Regions from separate parts of the Sus scrofa genome. Here region 1 is linked to region 2. Evidence: chromatin contacts called from public Hi-C data. All regions are on one chromosome and are shown on one strand. The core of a region is the stretch at or near the end of the contact, and the rest is flanking DNA. Distances in the headings are between cores, read along the strand shown.

Region 1 (7,102 bases), core at 2,101-4,600, 250 kb before region 2:
ATTGGGAGCTTGGGCTTATCAGACACAACCTAGAATAGATTTACAAGGAGATCCTGCTGAATAGCATTGAGAACTATGTCTAGATACTCATGTTGCAACAGAACAAAGGGTGGGGGAAAAACTGTAATTGCAATGTATACATGTAAGGATAACCTGACCCCCTTGCTGTACAGTGGGAAAAAAAAAAAAAATGTATTGAACCTCTGCTGTGCCCTCTGAGGACAGTGACTGTATGTTTCCCAAGTACCTAGAGTAGTACCATATATGGATTCACTTCCCAGCAACTACTTTGTGAGGGCCTGCTATATCCTGCACCTGAAACAACACAACGAACAGAACACAGAGCCTGGCCTTGAGCTTCTCCAAGTCTGAGTATCATGCCGGTTCAAGGCTCACAAGTGTGAACATAACAAATTCTCGGTGAGTAAATGTTGATATTAATCCTCAGAATTTTAAAGCTGCATCCAGTTATTCATAGAAAACTTGAGCAAAATGAGTAAGATAATTTTGTTGGGAAGATAATCCCTGATACTTCAGAATATGCCTCCCATACATAGGGGGTGGGGGGGGGTGATGGGGAATGGCAGCACTTACTAGAAATATAAAATAGCAAGGAAAACTTAATTTTACTCTTCAAGAAAAACGTGCACATGAAAATATTACTACGTCTTATTTGAAATCCCTAAAAAATGCTGAGATGAAGGAACCATTGTCCAAAAGCTACACTCTCTTCTCAGGACTTGTTTCCATAGCCTTTCATTTTTTTTCTGCTGTCATTGCTGCTTTGGAATTTGCTATTATGTGTAATAAGACTCCAGCACAAATGTTTGTGGGTAAAGTGAAGAAATGTTCACTGGGGATCTTGGCACAGGCTGCGCTGGAGACTCAACGTCTGATCTCCCTTCCCACGCTCCTCTTCCTGCGCTCAGGCTTTCTTTCTCCTTCCCAATTCTCCATTCTCCTGACCCTCCTAAGAACTGGGGGCAAACTTTCCGTGTTCAGTCTCCCAAGTATGTCACACCTCCTATATATTAGGAAGCTAGTGAAGGAAGGAACACTGACCTGGAATCAAGAAGCCCAAGCTTATTTGGTCCTTTTTCTCATTCAATAAATATTTGTAAGCATCTTTTATGAATCAGGTATTGAACTAAGCCTTGGAAAACAGTGATGAACAGGACAGTAAACTCCCTGCCTTCGAGAAGCTGACATTCTGACAGAGAAAAATAGTTAACAAATATACAGATAATCAAGAAGATTAAAGATAATGATAAACATTTTAAAAGAAAGAAATGGGGTAAGTTGATAGATTGTGCCTGTAAGGGGTCCTAGGAATATGGCTGTCAGAGAAGGCTTTTTTGGTAATGAAGCAGAGATGTGATGGATGAGAAGGTACTACAGATTCCAGGAAGAACATTTCAGGCATCTCATCCTACGAAGAGAAAGGGTTCGATATGTCTAAGGCACAGAAGACCAGTGTGGCAAGAGACAGCCAGCAGGATGGAAAGGGACCCTATGTGAGTTCAATAGAAAAGATTTAGCTCACGGAGGGCCTAGTAACCATGTGAGGGGTTGAGGTTTTAATCTCAGAGCATGGGAAGAATCTGATGTGCTTTAAGCAGAGCAGTGAAAGATTCCATTTTTTAAAAGATCACTATGTCTAATGTGTGGAGAGTGGAAAGAGAAATATTAATGAGGAGGAGTTGCCATTGTGGCTCAGCGGTAATGAACCTGACTAGCATCCACGAGGATGTGAGTTCAATCCCTGGCCTCACTCAGTGGGTTAAGGATCTGGCGTTGCCATGAGCTGTGGTGTGGGTCACACATGTGGCTCAGATCCCACATTGCTGTGGCTGTGGCATAGGCCAGTAGCTACAGCTCCAATTTGACCCCTCGCCTGGGAACTTCCATATGCTGCAGGTGCAGCCCTAAAAAGATGGAAAAAAAAAAAAGTAAGAAAGAAAGAAATACTAATGAGGAGACTACTGATTAAATTTCGGAGAGAAGAAGGGAAGAATTCAATACTTTAGAGTTGGAACCTGCAGGACTTAAAGATGGATCCCATGTGTGATGTGGCGGGGGTGGGAGGAGGTCACCAAGACGGCTGCTGGACTTCTGGCTAAAAGCCTTTAGTAGACGGTAATACCCTTTACTGAGACGGGAAGGCATGCCAAGCCTGTCCTGCCCAACCCTAGGCAATTTGCTCTCTTCAACTTTGAAATGAAGGTATTGAAAGAGGTAGAGCAGACGACCTCAGACACTTCTTCAGCACTAAAATAGTATAGCAGTATTTTATCATTAGGATGTAATATGTTTTTCTTGATTCCCCTTAGGAGAATAACACAAGCTTTGGAACAGAGGCTGGGAGCTTCATAAAGCTCCCACAACGCTCCATAAAGTCATATGACTTTGGCAAAGAAATGCTCTGTGCCTCATTCTCCTCATCTGCAAAATAGCAACGTAACACTGCCCTGCTCACTGGACTGCTGGGAGGAATAACTAATACAATTACGTAAGATCCCTAGAATATAATAATGCTTAGTTAATTACACGTCCTCCTTTCCTCACAGACTCAACACTTGTTCCTTCCCTCCTTTCATCCACTTCACTCTGTAAATGTCCTGACTCACTGATTTCCCTCTTTTCTGAAGATAAACAAATTCCAACATCAGGGATTCCCAGAGCAGAACTTCACTTTGACCTTTCCCCTTGACCTCTCTGGCTTCCCATCTGGAAGTGGAGCATGGAAGGGGGAGGGCACTGCAGCCAGCTCCAAGCCTGTGGACTCCAAGTTATCAACACTAGGGTTTCAACATGCCAGTTTAACTTTGGCTTATTTGTCTGTCCCTGCCTTTTAGCTCTGACCAACTCCCTGATGAATGGGACTTTAAGAACTGGGTGAGAAAAAAATGTGATGGGAGGCTTTAGGCGGCTGGTGAGAGAGCATTCGTAGCCTGAAACCCCACCAATATGCCTTTTTGCTTCTGCTGACTGTATGACCCCTGGGGAATGAGATGAGCACACTACTAGAAGGGCTATGATGGTCTTATCTGCTGCCCACATCATGTTCTACATTACCAAAAACTAAAATTGTAACCATCATCAAAATTCACGGATGAACAATCCCCTTCATTTTTTAATTTAAATCTCTATTTTTCCCTTATCTCATTTGCCCATTTTTCCTTTTAGGAAGAAACATATAAAATCGAGTTCCCCAAGTGTCACGCAATAAATAAATAAGTAATTGATTTTAAAAAGTCGTTTTTCTAGGGTTTCTGCGGACAAAACAGAAACCAGGGTTCTGTCTGCAGTTTCTGCTGTGGCAGCTAGAGGGCAGTGCCACCCTCTCTCCCCTCCCACAGTCCAGTGCATTTCCTCCCATCCCCCTTCCAGCCTTCCAGCTAAAGGCAGGGGAAAAAGACACAATGGAGGGAAATACGCACACAGGCTGCAGGAACCGAGAGGGAAGTGACTTAAAAAGAAACAAGCAACACGAAGTTCACAGATCGCGAATATCTTGGAATTGCTTCCTCCTCGCTCACACAGCATTAGCTGCTTTCAAATCCACTAACACACCCTTCACCTTTCCTCAGCCTCTTTCTACATCCTCTCCCTACACCCAATTCTTCAAATTCTTCAAATGTGAGCTCATCTCAGCCTCACCCTGAAGTCAGTACGTTCACACACAGACTCACTCAGCACCTCCCTGAATGTGCCAGCCGGCCTCCAACTCTTTCTTCCTTTCCAGCTCAGTGCTGGCCCCGAGGGCCTATGACCCTGGCTGGGAGAGGTGACTGTACTCTTATGAGGTCCTGGTGTGTGACAATAAGCAGACCATGTGGCAGAGCCTAATTCCAGAAAGACTGGCTGCTGGAGGGCCGCCCAGCCCCACCAGCAGGGAGGGCGTAACAGGTGAGTGACCAAGTGGCTGCTGGCAGACAGTGTGGCAGCTGAATGCATGACCGTGTGAGCGCCCAAGGTGCCAGCACAGGTCACATTAGAAACAGGAGCAGCTGGTTTTTGCGGGCAGGGCCGGGCACAGAACTAGAGCAAGGGTGAGGGAAGCCACAACACCATCCTACACTCACAGAGAGGCTTTCAGCTTTCCAAAACTCAGGCACAAACACCCTGGTATATGTGACTTCATGTAAGGAGGGCATATACTACAATCCCTTCTTTATAGGTGAGAACAAAGCCCAAATGAAGGTTAAGCTGCCGGTTCCAATCAGACAGACATGCATAACACAGTTTGGCCAGAATCCACTGCTGGGGTGAGAGCTTTACCCAAAACGTCATTGACCTGTATAAAATCACATATCAGGAGCAAACTTATCAGGTGGGACAGCATCCCTGACGGGAGCAAGGGGAAGGTCCCGTTTCTCACCATGTCAAATACATTAGACCCCGACCAAGGTCCTTTAGCATATCCAGGTACTCCCTGAGAGGGATAAGGGAAGTGACCACAGCTAAGGCCCAGGAGAAAGAAAAGCTGGGAGTTCCCGTCGTGGCACTGCGGAAATGAATCCGACTAGGAACCATGAGGTTGCAGGTTCGATCCCTGGCCTCATTCAATGGATTAATGATCTGGCATTGCTGTGAGCTGTGGTGTAGGTCACAGACGCAGCTTGGATCTGGTGTTGCTATAGCTGTGGTGTAGGCCGGCAGCTATAGCTCCAACTGGACCCCTAACCTGGGAGCCTCCATATGCTGCAGGAGTGGCCCTTAAAAAAATACACAAATAAATAAAAAGAAAAGAAACGCTGACTATATGAGAGGGTTTCACCACTCTCCCCCCACAGGACCCAGGGGCAGCAACCTTTCATGAAAGACTGGACCGTTCTCCCTCCCTCCTCCTCCTAGAATGGGCAGTTCTTATCGCCAGAATATTCCAGCTACAGGCGCTCACAGTGAGTATGGTGCAGCCCCTCCACTAGAGATTTTTGCCTGCAGGAAGCTTTCTTTATTGGCAATGCCAAGATGGAATGTTTTAACAGCCTTGCCCACCTCCCCCCTATAATTTTAAGGAAAGGAAAGATCAAAAATGAAAGACATCTCAGTGGTAATCTATAATGCAGAATGAGACAGCCATGGTTTAGTTTTGCTTTTCAATGGATTCTCCTTTTCTAAAACATTTCTTACAACATATTAGTGGGAGTGAAGGTGAGGCACTGCATTTTCGGTGTTTTTATATCCACTCATAGACACTGATGCAATGTTTTGACTCCCTTTTGAATTTCTCTATGACCTAGATCAAGGTGGCTTGTTTCAGGTTCCACATCAGTAAAAATTAAATGGTAGCTTCCATCTACATCACACACGTTGTATGGGTTGGTGAAGTCACCACGATTAGACCATATTTACAGAACGGCTAAGACTACACTTGCGTAAGACGTCAATCCCTAGCTTATCTTTGGGACACTTCCTGAAACTACCTGTGAGAGTCTGTTCATTTCTCTTTCAATTCAGGATGTGTTTTCTTTTACTTAGAAATAAATAAATCATCTGAATGCAGAAAGCCAAAGTACACACTGAAGGCCATGTGAATCATGAAGTTTGTTCCCAGGTAGAGATCACATTTCTTCTTTTCCCTGAAGAAATGTTTCTCCCGAGGGTGTATCCAAGTAACCGACTACTTCCTGACCTCCTGGATGTACCACGGATTCTTATCAATGGCCCTTGAAGACTTATGCTTCAAGAGGGCACACCCAGCCCAAATGCTCACTCCCTCCCAAAGATCACAAGGCATTTATGGTAAAGACACATAGCATGAATATTCATGATGCCATTGTGTCCAGGAGGAAGAGTATCAGTGAGAAATTTGTTGTGATACAACTCTTGGCAATAAGAAAGAAGATGGGGAGTTCCCGTTGTGGCTCAGTGGTAACAAACCCAATAAGTATCCATGAAGACATGGGTTTGATCCCTGGCCCTGCTCAATGGGTTAAAGGATCCAGCATTGCCATGAGCTGTGGTGTAAGTTGCAGATGTGGCTCGGATCTGGCGTGGCCGTGGCTGTGGTGTAGACCAGCAGCTGCAGTGCTGATTCAACCCCTGGCCTGGGAACTTCCATATGTCAGGTGCAGGAAAGGAAGGGAGCAAGGTGGGGAGAGAAGAAGGAGATGGGACTGTGTTATTGGATAAACTAGAGTGAGGGAAGCTAAAATTCAGAATACATTTGGAAGAAAGCTATAGCAGAGGTGGGAGTCATTCTCTATGGCAGAGTCCTAGGAGACCATAAATGTACAGATGACAGGAAACAAGAGGAGAAATATGATGCAAAGTAGTCATCAGTGTAATTAATTAAATTACTGTTATGGAATTTCTGGTCCATGTAGCCTCTCCCATCCCACTCCCATCCCCTTGCATCAAAGCCATCAGAGACTGTGGAATATGAAACACAGAACTGCTGCCTTCTCCTCCACCCCCACATACCCTAAAGGAAAACCCTCCTCTCAGCATGTCCCACCCAAAGAGTTCACAGACAGATCCCTGGGCTCTGATGATCAGTAGAGTCACTTTTAAGAGAACAAGACCCACACAGCAGACAGAAACACATCACAGTAATTTGTAGGATTGGTCACTGATACTCAAACAACCAAAACGAAAGATTTGAGGAGGGACCCAAGGGAACTTTTGGGGTGATGAAGCTATTCTCAACCCTGATGGCAGTAACATAAGTGTAGGCATTTATCGAAACTCATCAAAGTGACCATCTTTAAAGGGTGAATTCCACTGTATATAAATCATGCTCCAGTAAACGTGAACTTTAAAAAAGAAGCACAAACCACAAAAGAAGTTTAAAGTTGTTGACATCTGACCTGGTCTGTAGCAATCCTGGAGAGTCTGTCCTGTTGTGACAGCATAGAGGAGTGGCAATGGAAAGGCTGACTCCATCACAGCAAAGGCAGGAGGCTAGCCTGGTCAAGGTCAAGCAGAAGGGAGACAAAGTCATACAGACACTGGGCATCGGGCATACCAAGGGCTCTTATTTTATTTAACTCACAACACAATGGATACAGCTGCCTATGGAGATGTCCCTCATCCCCTGGGGAGGACTGTTTGGAAGTGTCTCACACCAGCCAGGGATACCTAGATAGGTGCTTAA
Region 2 (6,735 bases), core at 3,167-5,666:
GTCTGATACTTCTTGTGGCTGAAAATCAGAATTAATAATGTGGATGGGAAATGATAAATAATTCTGGATATAAGTTTCAGATAGAACACTGAGAATGGGCTGTGACTCTCTCTGGATCCAACTTGCTGTATGCTGGTCTGTGTTTCTCCCCATGGCTCATCATGAGTATTTATACATTTCTCAATAAAATGCCGCAACCCCCAAACCAAGAATTCCTTCATGCTCCGGAACAGGCATTTCACCTGCTTACTCTGCTCTGTCAGTGTGACAGTGAGCATGCAGCAGGGAAGAAAGAGATGACAAATAGAGAAGTTTTCTATGAGTTTTTTTGTTTTTTTTTTTTTTTTTTTTTTTTTTGGTAATTCACTGGGCTCCCAGTGTTTCACTCTGCAGACTCATCAAGCACCTGATGGACATGTTTATAAAGACTTGGATGGTCACTTTATTTGGAATGACAAACTCTCCTCTCTACATAATGAGGTCAGTGAAGCATCCAGAAAAGAAATGTATAATTTGGTAGCTTGGGTCTGTAAGCACAGCCCTGCCGCGGCTATTTAAGTTTAATGAAGCAGCTACTTTGCCGCTAACACACTCTTAGTGAATAGCCTCCTTGGCTTGTTTTTGAAAACTTAAATGTTGCTGGTAATCATGTCCCAGCAATCTCCTTGGAGAGCCTTTGTGCCCTGTTCTCAGAAGAAATATGCCGCTTTTACATGTTAATGGTTTTGAAATTAGTCATTTGCTCCATATTCGCTGGAAGGGGAGATCCGTTGCGATGTCCTGCCTGCCTTCATTTTCTCTGAACATTCAGGATACTCTTAAGTCAGTTCATCAGCCGTGCAGTGCACTGTCTGGTTATAACATGCCTGAAAAGCCAGGGAAATGTTCTATCAAAGAGCATTCCTATTTGTAGAGACTTCTTAGAATTCAAAGTCTAAAAATCCAACTCAGAGGGGAAAGTTCCTGGACAGGCCATTATTGCTATTTTTTCCCCTTTCAATCACCGACAGACTTGTATCATCCATTCCTTGGCCTCATTAGAGGAGGCCTTGCTCCCTGAGTATACAGCTCCTCGAAGAAGGCTGAGGGACATTTTAGAGATCCTTTTTGAAGCAGATCTGCTCGTGTAAAACTCAGGTCAGGCTTCTGAATCCTGGACCAGCCTTAATGATGCACAGCTCTGTGGGAGCAGAAAGCCACCTCGCCGTTCCATAGCTCTGCACTTTCATTCCCTCAGACTTAGGGTGGTTTCCCCTGAATTAGCAAGGACGTGATTGCTGGTGGAAAGACGCCATGTCCATATGGCTCTGCAGCCCTGGAGAGGGGTCTGGGGAACACTCCAGGCTGTTTGGTGGCCTGTGCTTTTCTTCGAGAAATGTAAAGCAGTCTTGAAATGACTAGACCCTTCCCCACCAGAAACTTGCTAGGAATATCTAATAAGTTCTCAAAAAATAGTTGTTCGAATGGGTGAAAGAAGGACTAATCCTTTTATTTGCTTTAATGACCAACTCTGGTTGTGGAGCTGATGCAGGACCTTTCCAGGACACAGGGGGATCTGAGAAGCCTACTTAAAATTTCTGGAATTGGGACCTCCCATCGTGGTACAGCGGAAATAAATCCAACCAGTACCCATAAGGATGGGGGTTCAATCTCTGGCCTCGCTCAGGGGATCAGGGATCTGGTGTTGCCGTGAGCTGTGGTGTAGGTGGCAGATGAGGCTCAGATCCAGGCTTGCTGTGGTTGTAGCTCCAATTCTATCCCTAGCCTGGGAACCTCTATATGCCATAGGTGTGGCCCTAAAAAAAGCAAAAAATAAAATAAAATAAAATAAAATTTCTGGAATTGGCATTAGGGTTGAATTTGGAGGTCCAATCTTGCTCTAGACTGCCCCTCCAAGCTTGGGCCTGCTCAGACCCCTGCCCACCAGGGTTAGTGTAGGCACAGACACATACACACACAGACACACACACACACACACACACACACACACCCTTATATTCTTGTCTTCACCTTTAAATACTGTGGGTAATTTTTATACCCAAATCGAGATGCCAACATTCCAGGTGCCTCCCCAGAATAGCCTTCTCATCCTACATCTGAGAGATTAAAACTGACTTGGCACTGAAAATACAGTTCTGATAGAAGCAGGCCTGAAAAGGCAGTAGGGAGTGGCTTGTGTTTTATTTTCCAGGGTATTTATCAGGCGATCAATTCGCTAAGATAATGGTAGCTGTTTTAACGAATAGACCCCACTATCTCAAACATAATAGCAGATTTTCATCATGTATCTTTACGAAACATTTTCATAGAAAAGGACAACCTGTGTGGGGATATGGAGATGGCAGGTCTCAGGAGAGGGAGGAGAAGTGGGGTGCGAGGAAGACTCCCTTTGTGCTCCCCACTGGGAGAGATGAAGGGATGCAACTTCAGGGCTCAAGGATGATCCCAAGGGTGCAGTGGCTACTGACTGACTGGCCATGGAAGAAGACAGTTTTAGCAAACGGAGAGGAGACAGCAGCCTGGGCCAGAAAAAGAACAAAAAATAAGGTTAACGTCGTCATAAAAGGTACATGTGCATGGCTCATTCCAGCTTACAGAGCGTGTTCACATGGATCATCTTATTTTAAGCCTCACAAGCAGCCAGATGAAGTGGCGCAGGAAGTCGTCATACCCTAATTTCAAATATGCAAGACATCTGAGCGAAGTCTGAGCGACCGTGTGGCTTCCCCTGGTGAGGGGTGAGGCAGGGCCTAGGCTTGGGTGTCCTTGCTCTAAGAACAGCGCTTTTCCCGAAAGATCCTTATGGAGATTCCGGGGGCTGCACAGGTGAGCAGGGCTCGCCTCCTTGCCTTCCACACGTCCTGCCCACGCATCTTCCCGAGGTCCGCTGTGTTCCCACGGACATCGCTTACCCACGCAGCCACGGTTAGCCGCAGACTGTTGGGTCCTTGCTTTTGGGAGACTGTCCTCTGTCCTTTAAAGGGGTCACCGTTTCACAGACAGCCCTGCTTCTCTTAACAATCGTCTAATCGGGCTTTCATTTCCGTAGCCACGCCCCCCTGTTTTATTTGTGTCCCTCGCGTCCACCTATTCGCAGTCCTCCCACTGAGTGCAGCTGAGTGTGGCCAGTGCCAAATCATGTGTTATTCTCAGCCCGAGGAGTTATATAAGTGTCAAGCCTGGCCAACAGAGGACCTCTCCCATCAGTGAAATTTGAGCTTTCAAGCCTGCACGGACCCCACCCCCTCCCAGCAACGGTGTTTTTGTCCTCAGAAATCCCAGAGAGCAGAATTCTTGGGTGGACTTCCTAGGAGCGGGGGATACGAAAGCCGTGCGTGAGATTTTGCAGAGAGGTCAGTGGGAGACCAGGGCTGGGCTCCAAATCCACAGCTCAGCTCTTTCTAGCATCCACAGCAACAGCCTGCTGTTTTCCCAGGTGGCCCTGGAAGAGACAAGGGAATGCAGTGGGCCATTTGTCACTGCCCCAGGTGCAACATATATGCGTGCCAGTCAGTGCCCATGGCCCGTGAGGCCCATTCCTGTCCCCTCTGCCTGGATCTCAGCCTCTGGGCTTCCTTTTTTTTTTATTTAATTTTTTTTATTTCCCCAATACATTATTAGTTTTTTCCCTACTGTACAGCATGTGACCCAGTTACACATACATGTATACATTCTTTTTTCTCACATTATCATGAGCTCCTTCTCTCCTTATCACCCAATTAGATTCACTCACCTGGAGCTAGAACCAACTCAGCCCTCCCTCAACCGCGGTCCAGGTGCCCATCCTCTGTGCAATCCCTCCCACCCCATTTTCAGCTCAAGATATGGTCTCTGGGGAGTGTGAGGGCTCATACCTGCCATGCCAGCCTTAGTATCCGGGGGCTGTTGGGGTGCTTGGTGGCCAGTGGCTTGGCCGATGTGTTCTTCAGTGAGCACGGGACTCGTGTATCATTTCAATCAGGTCCAAGTTTGGGTTCAGGATTCCGCAGGGATGGCTCAGGGGAGAGCGCCAGGGCTTGCTTGGAGGAGAAGGTAGAGGAGCCTGTTGTTTCTTTATGCCCAACTCAGTGCCCGGCACCCTTTGTGAGTGGAATAAACTGCGATCAGCTGGCAGATAACATCCCTTTCGCCTTTGAGAAGGGAAGTGAAGTGTATCATCTAGAAGTGAAATTACAGATCCAAAATAAGCTTAATGGAAACGGTACTTCCAGAACTCTTTTCAGGGCATTTTGTTCCAGATTCAGGTCCTACATTGAGCACTACTTCCTTTGGTGAGGACGACAGTGAGGTTATCAGTGAATGAACCTGGGGAGCTTAGGTGCCTGAGTGGCAGCCCCCTCGCTAAGATCAGCCTCGCTGCTGATGAGCCTGACCTCCTTTTCTCACTCCGCATCCCTCTCCGCCTCCTTCCAGCTCCCTCAGGCAGAGAGAGGGGATGCTTGGCCCTCTGAGCTGGAGTTAGGCAAAACCCGAAAATAGACTCTCGGAGTGCCCCGAGAAATAATGATCCTGTGTGGCAAGAAGGTCACTGTGTCTGCTTTTCCTGCCAGCACACCCCTGGCTCTGAATCTATAGCTGCCTTGTGAAGCAAGAGAGCTGTGCCAGGAAGTCCCACTTTGTGACTGTGAGGCATTATGAGAATTTAAAATCATGTCAGTAGGCTTTTATGAGGGCGGGCCAGGGAAGAGGGGTTAGACATAGTGTTCAAAGCCGGCCTGGGATCATCCTTTTTGGTCTGGGGCCTGAGAACTACCATAACTCAGTGTAGGAGAAGGAAAAAAAAAAAAAAGAAGAAAAAAAAAAAAAGCTATCTGACCCCAGCTACAAATCAACTCCACCCTGCCCACCCTGCCAAAAATGAAAAGTTTTAGCATCCGCCCAAAAAGTTTGCTGTGGTTATTCACGTGGTGGGGTTTTGATTTTTATTGTTGTCTGTGTGCTTTTTCTATACTTTCTGTAACATAGACTTCTTGCTTTCATAATGTGGGTAAAAAAAAAAAAAAAAGCAACAGATTGTGTATAACAAGCAGAACTATACTAGCTAATCATCTCACTGGGATGCTTGGTACTTGGGGGCTGAGAAGCCCCCCGGAGTCATGACAGTGACATGGAAGGCGCAGCCCTGTCCCCGCCCCACCTCAGGCCTCAGACCAGGACTGGTGTCCGGAGCCCTCTCCCCCACTGCCAGCTTCCAAAGGGCTCCTGGGAGAGGCCAGACGGCAGACCCAGAGATGATGAGAGGCAGCCAAGGAGGACAGGAGAGGGAGCCGCTGGAGGGAGGCCAGCCAGACACCTCAGCTGGAAGGAGAGGATTCTGTTCCCATCCAAGTGTGGCCAGTGGTCAGGCTTGCAGGGTATGTGCTTGGCAGCAGGGACAGTGTCAGCTCGAGTTCATCTGGAAACCCCTTGAGAACATGCAGCTGATGCACACTGTTTGGAAGCTGGGAAGATCCTGATTTCCAGACCTATGGGAGTTGAGTGAAATGTAATCAACACAGACAGAGATCTGGGAGAAAAATCACGCCTTGAGAAATTCCAAGAATCCTCTTAGGGTTGGGAGGCAGATTTGTTTAGACTTGGGGCCTTAACCACCCAGACTGACGGGAACCCAGTCTGTCCACCAGTCCTGCAGAGCCAGGCTCAGGAGCTTGAGCTGAGCAGCCTGGGCCGAGACGACCTGTATGGACCGTGAAACTGTCAGCTCACCTTTTACACATAAAGAATTCCTCCTATGAGTTTCTCTTAAGTCCTCTAGATCTTACACATCACGCAGAACTATCACTGGATGCAGAAAGTTTCCTCACTCCACTGGGTCTGAGTGCTTTGAACGTGAGGTCAAGTTCAAGCCACACCACACAGATCGGGAACACAATTTCTTGTAGTCTGTATGATAGACCGTGTCAGGGAGGTAAGGCCCTTATTAGGAATGGATTATTCTTAATAGGTAGAGACACCTCATTCATCAGTTTCTTGCATTTGCCTGTGTGTCCCCCTATGATGAGACAGTGTCCCTAGATTTGAAGTGGCACACGAAAAGCAAAAAATATTAATGTATTTATTGTAATGTCTATTTATCTCCCTATATATATCTACAAATATGTATATAAAAGTTCATCAAACTCATCATTTCATAACTTAAGGCTAAAATGGGTTACATTTTTAAAAGAAACTAATTTTCAAGACACAGGAAGTAGATAATTGCACTGCAGAACACAAGATCTGGGAAAAGAAAGGTGGTGCATTAATTGAGTGATCCATGTTTGGCAAATATTGCTTGAAAAGGTGCTACTTGGCCAAATCAGGGGGTTTCTTTCTTCCTTCTTTTTTCCTTTCTCTCTCTCTTTTTAATCCTAGCATCTCAGAATGAAGCTGCGTGGAGAATAAATTGCTTACAAGAATAAACAGTTGCGAACGGTTTTAATAATGATGCTGGTAACTTTGAGAAAGTGTCAACAAAGACTTATTGCCTCTCTGGCACGGAGCGGGAGAACTGCTTCTCTCCTCTTCAGATCTGGCTCACAGATCTGGTTCCCTCCCTTCTCTGATCCTAAGTTTGCCTACACCGCCATGCTCTCTGTCTTGTTCACAACCACGTCCACTGTTCCTTGTGGGCTGTGTGTGCCCGCGCGTATCAAATGGTAACAAGATAATGGGCCACGTCGAGGCTACCCCTGCTATTTATATTAAATAATGGCAGGATGATGGTAGCCTGTAATTCTCCCTTTTCTATTAACC

What was found. Hi-C and Micro-C count contacts between places; a contact is called where the count stands out from the background.
Region 1: a contact with region 2 is called in a Hi-C map of liver, with 1.9 times the contacts expected there. The contact joins two enhancer-like sites. A contact is called at or near these places in 1 of 5 promoter capture datasets (liver), 6 of 47 Hi-C or Micro-C datasets (alveolar macrophages, blood, embryonic fibroblasts and 2 more) and 1 of 2 datasets of contacts at active chromatin or transcription factors (skeletal muscle).

Annotation. Positions count from the first base shown.
Region 1 is chr2:130,168,004-130,175,105 of Sscrofa11.1, reverse strand. No RefSeq gene overlaps it. Among named protein-coding and RNA genes, the nearest start is that of MEGF10, 55 kb to the left of the region's middle. Within about 2 kb of position 3,350, at least 57 of the 83 cell types and tissues checked have an H3K27ac peak or open chromatin away from gene starts, as enhancers often do. A contact at or near this core is called in liver and skeletal muscle, where this site is marked.
Region 2 is chr2:129,918,437-129,925,171 of Sscrofa11.1, reverse strand. All of the region lies in intron 1 of MARCH3 (membrane associated ring-CH-type finger 3), which reads left to right. Among named protein-coding and RNA genes, the nearest start is that of MARCH3, 100 kb to the left of the region's middle. Within about 2 kb of position 4,416, at least 25 of the 83 cell types and tissues checked have an H3K27ac peak or open chromatin away from gene starts, as enhancers often do. A contact at or near this core is called in liver and skeletal muscle, where this site is marked.